Linked DNA regions of Hordeum vulgare: region 2 is linked to region 1. A link is a contact called in public Hi-C data. All regions are on one chromosome and are shown on one strand. Each heading gives the region's core, a stretch centred on a gene start, on an enhancer-like site or on the middle of the called end of the contact. The rest is flanking DNA. Distances are from core to core; before and after follow the strand shown. Region 1 has its middle 62 kb from the start of LOC123411511. Region 2 has its middle 67 kb from the start of LOC123438475.

Region 1 (2,700 bases), core at 118-2,617:
CAAACTGACACGATCATATGCTACGTTCATAATTTGGATCTTGTCCATCACATCATTCTTCTAATGATGTGATCCCGTTATCAAGTGACAACACTTGTCTATGGCCAGGAAACCTTGAGCATCTTTGATCAACGAGCTAGTCAACAATATGCTCACTAGGGAGAGAGCATTATCTATGTATCCACACATGTATTTGAGTTTTCAATCAATACAATTCTAGCATGGATAATTAACGATTATCATGAAGAAGAAAATATAATAATAACCAATTTGTTATTGCCTCTAGGGCATATTTCCAACAGGACGACCCTAATTTCTATGGGGAGAGGGGACATCTGCGGTCATAGAATCGGTGGGCTACACTAAGTGGCGCGGCGGATGATCGGCGTAAAAAGCTTTTCATCATTAGCAACCAAACACACCTATTCCGCGCGTAGATTGCCATCTACCGAACTAGGGTATACCCCTCTCACGCATTAATTTTTGTATTGGCTGGCCCATTTACGAATATTATCTCCATTGGTTTGTGAAGGAACTAGAACCTTGTGTCGACCTGTTGTTTGTTTTCCTTTTTTTTCTGTTTTTCCTTTTATTTTGCATTTTTTTTCGTTTTCCATTTTCTACAAGCATATTTAAAATAAATGATTTTTTTAAAATCTTGTACATTTTCCGAATATGATTTTTAGATTTTTTTGACCATTTTTTGGATTCGGTAGCGTTTTTGTTAATTGCATACATTGTTTGAAACTTGGGAACAATTCCTTTGAACCGATGAACAATTTTTAAAATATAGGAAGTTTTTATGACGGATATTTTTTGAGTCCATTAACAATTTTTGAATCTATGAACATTTTTTGAATTTTGGTAACATTCTGTGAACAATTTATGGAATTCCCAAATAGTTTTTAATAGTTTTAGAATTTTTAAAATTCGTAAAAAAATAAAAAATGTGAAAAAAAAATTGAATACATGATTTATTTTTTAAGTCACAAACATTTTTCGAATCTGTAAGAATTTATCAGTTTCTGAATTTTTGTCAAATCATGAATATTTTTTGTAAATCCATGAACAATTGTTTTAAATTTGTGAATATGTTTTGAATACGAATTTGTTTTTTGAAATCATGACTTTTATTTTAAAATTTGTGAGAATTTATCCTTTCCCGAATATTTCTCAAATAATGAGCACTTTTTAAATTCATAAACACTTTTTCCTCAAAATTCACAAGCTTTTTGAAATCTGTAATTGTTTCTGAAAATGGACAACCTAAAAAAACATATGGGTGTCCGACCTCAGATGAGCCGTCCATGAGGGCACACAGGGAGGAGGGGTATCGGCGCTAGAGAGGAGCGGGAGCTCCTACCCGCCGCTCATTGTGGCAGACAAGGGCTGCAACGCACAGCTTTTTTTTCTTTAGTAATGTTTTTCTGTTTATTTTTCCTTTTCTGTGTATTTCCTTTCTTTTTTAATTTTTTTGGTTCGTTTTTCTTTCTTTTTTCTTTTTGTTTCCGTTTTTAAAGCAAAACATTTTTCGAATTTGAAGAACATTTTTTGAAAAAACCAGATAATTTTTTGATTTTTTGAAAAACTATAATTTTTTAAAATTTGAAACATATTTTAAAAACTTTTAAAGTAGACAAAAAGTTTATTAAATTTCCAAAAAATATTTTATAAATCTTTTATAAAATAAAAATATTTTATTGAATTCGCGGACAAATTTAGAAAAAGATGATCATATTTTGAAATGGAGAACAATTTTTCAGAACATGAACAAATTTTGAAAACGTGAACAAAATCCAGAACATTTTTGAAATTTCCGAACATATTTTAAAATGTGACGAATTTTTGAAAGTCCAGAATATTCTTTGAAAATTGATGAGCAAATTTTGAAACATGAATAAATTTAGAATTCATGAACAAAGTTATAAAATTATGAAGGTTTTCTGAATCTGCGAACAAATTCTGAAACCGTGAACTTTTTTAAAATTGTACACAAAATTTGAAACATGAATTAATTTCAAATTCGTAAATCAAATTATAAGATTTTGGAAAAAAATCGTTAAACAGTGAACATTTTTAAATTTTCAACACATTTTAAAACATGAACAAATTTCAAATTCATGAACAAATTTATAAAACTGTGAACAATTTCCGAATTGTGAACAAATTCTTTGAAACCACGAATTTCTTTTCGAATTATTAACATATTTCAAATTCTTGCACAATATTAGAAAATGTGGACATTTTTTAACTATTAAACTAATTTGGAAAACAGCGAACATTTTTTGAATTTTGAATTTTTTTGAAATATGTACAAATTTCAAATTCATGAACAAAATTATAAAAATTGTGAACAAATTTGGAAACTACGAACATTTTTCAAAAAAATTCAAAATTTCAAATTCATTATTATAATTATAAATTTGTAAACAATTTTTTAAAGCACATACATTTTTTAATTCTTAAGTATAAATCTTGAAGCCGAGAGGAAATTTGAATCTTAAGAACAAATTTTAAAACCCAGAATAAGTTTTTGAAAATGTCAAACATTTTTTTAAGATCGAGAAATTTTTTTAGAAATGCAGAACATTTCTTTTAAAACTAGGACATTTTTTGAAATACAAACAAAAAAAGAAAAAGTATAAAGAAAAAATAAAAATGAAAAACGGTTTAGGGAATCTTCTAGAAGTTTTCCAAAAC
Region 2 (2,700 bases), core at 54-2,553, 310 kb before region 1:
CACACTATTAATCCAAATCAGCTGAGACTATCCCATACACAATTCGTCATCCTCGCAGCCCCTCCTCAGAATCCCCTCGTCTCATCCGCCACACCAACGCATCCCGACATCCCCTCACTCACACCTCAACGTCGTGCCTCCACAAGACCTAGCTCACGAATTGATGAACCACATAGCTTAGAAGCAAAAGGCCGGAGAGAAACATCGAAGCTTGCCACGACAATTAAGGTATTTTTCGTCTTTTGCCCGTAGCAACTCACGGGTCTTATCCTAGTATATATATATATATTATTTACATAAAAGTTAAAAATTGTAATTCTTGCATCAAAAAAATGTTAAACATATATAGAAAATGAATTTTACATATACGAAAAATGTACATTGTGAATAAAAATTACGAAAATGTTTATACATTGTAAAAGATGGTCGTGTCATTAAAAATATATTTTAAGTTAAAAAAATAAACGTTTGAAACAAATTTGCTCAAGAAAACATTTTCTACAATCTAAAAAATGGACAGTTCCTAAGATATATATTCATCATTTTAAAAGTTTTTAATGGTATTAAATTATATTTTATATTTATTTAAAAAAGATCAAACCATATTGGATTGTAAATATTAAAAAAATTAATGAAACATTTATAATGAACATTTATATGTATAGTAAAAAATTTAAACATGTAGAGAAAATGTAGACATCAAAACATTTAGAAAATACTTATCATGCATTCGAGTAATGTTAAGCATGTGTAAAAAATGTTCCTAATGTATAAACTAAAATTCATACGTATGAAAAATGTAGATATTTGTTTAAAAACTAATTAAAACATAAAAAATGAAAATGACAAAGAAAACCAAAACCTAAAATGAAGAAAAACCCGAGTGAAACAAAAAATATGATTAAGGAAGAAAGAAACACTAATGAAAAAATAAAGAAAACTGGAGTAAATTAAGAAAGAAAGAAAAATCAAAGAACCCAATGTGGAAACAGAGAAAATGAACGCAAATACGAAGAAAGTAACAAAAACCCAAGAAAAAACAGTGCAAAAAATATAAATGAAGGTAATCGAAGGTAATCGGTGAAATAAAGTAAAACAAACGAAAATACAACAAAGAAACGAAAACAAAGGATTGATGGAGGATATAAGGATCGATTGGAGCAGTAGCAACTATAGCTAAGTGGGTGAGCCCGCTAATCTGTCGCCGGTAGGCGATTTTTATTAGCAATCAGTACAGGTGACACATAGCTCTTGCAATTCCATACGAGCTCCCTAGTCGCCGCTCGCGTGCGTCAAACAGAGCAGCTTTCGCGCAAGCCGCTGTCTGGATGGGCCAGCCCGTTCCTTGTCCTCGTTATAGCTAGCTGTTTGTAAAAATCCCCAAAAAATAAAACATCTACAAATAATCAAACTCGATACCTCACGTTATAGTATACCATTAGTGATTAAATAGTCCGGACGACAGTATAAGAACCAAATGCCGTGACAGATCCAAAAATTAAAAAACATTCGACTATTTAACATTTTTAATATACATTATTTTATTAATATACGCTGACCAATTTTCAATAAACATTGAACATTTTGGGGACATACAATGATTTTTTTATATGCATATTAACCATTTTGACAAATATATGGTGAACAGTTTTTAAATATACATTGAAATTTTTTGTGATATAAGGTGAACAAAATAAAATAAATATTGACATTTTTATGTACAATGATTTTTGTTCAAATGCACATTAAATATTTTTGCGATATACGCTGAACAATTTTGAAATGCACATTGAACGTTTTTTCGATAAACAATTCTTAAATGAGGATTCAATGTTTTTGTGATAAACGGTGAACAATTTGTGAATACACGTTTATTTTTATTGTTATAATATACGGCGAATAACTTTGAAATACACATTGAACATATTTTGATATACGCTGAACATTTTTAGATAGTTCAACATTTTCTAATTATTCATCTAAAATTTTCTTTAACCCCGTGAAGAACTTTGCATAATATACGAAAATGTAAAGAAAATATAAAAAAAGGATAAAGTCAAAACAGAAAAGAAGAAAAACGAAATCGAAATAGAAACAGAAACAGGAAAAAAAAGGGAAAAGAACAGAGTAACCGTGCGACGGTCCAAATTAGGCCGTCGGGAGCCTAGGTTCAGCGAAGGCATGTCCTTTTGAAGCTCAGGAGCGTCAAATAGGATCTGAAATTCGATACAGTGCCTGTGGGAGAAGCAATGCACACTTGCTGCAACTTTTTCCTTTTGTTTTCTTCTGCCTTTCCTTTTTCATTTTTTAAACATAGTGAATAATTGTTTAATATGCATAGGATTTTTTTAGTACATACTAACTAACTTTTATATATATTGAATATTTTTAAATACAATTCAAACTACTTTTAATGTAGAATAAACTACATATACAATTAACCTTTTTAATTTAGATTTTTTTACATAGAATGAACTTCATTTTTTACAAACTGAACTTCTTATTTACCATGAATTTTACATAGGCAGTGCCAATTTATGAACGGCAAGAACATCTCGCTCCATTTCCCACTACCCATCTAAATATTAAGTCTAATGTATGGTGATTTTCGTAAATATATGTTAATAATTTATTTGTCGTGATGAATCTTTGTGAAACTAGTGAACATACATTTTTTGACAAAAACAAATAGCAAAAAAA

What was found. Hi-C and Micro-C count contacts between places; a contact is called where the count stands out from the background.
Region 2: a contact with region 1 is called in a Hi-C map of seedling, with 9 times the contacts expected there. The contact joins two enhancer-like sites. A contact is called at or near these places in 2 of 6 Hi-C or Micro-C datasets (leaf and seedling).

What each region holds. Positions count from the first base shown.
Region 1 is chr1H:376,562,323-376,565,022 of MorexV3_pseudomolecules_assembly, reverse strand. No RefSeq gene overlaps it. Among protein-coding and RNA genes, the nearest start is that of LOC123411511, 62 kb to the left of the region's middle. Within about 2 kb of position 1,367, at least 1 of the 3 cell types and tissues checked has open chromatin away from gene starts, as enhancers often do. A contact at or near this core is called in seedling, where this site is marked.
Region 2 is chr1H:376,876,379-376,879,078 of MorexV3_pseudomolecules_assembly, reverse strand. No RefSeq gene overlaps it. Among protein-coding and RNA genes, the nearest start is that of LOC123438475, 67 kb to the right of the region's middle. Within about 2 kb of position 1,303, at least 3 of the 3 cell types and tissues checked have open chromatin away from gene starts, as enhancers often do. A contact at or near this core is called in seedling, where this site is marked.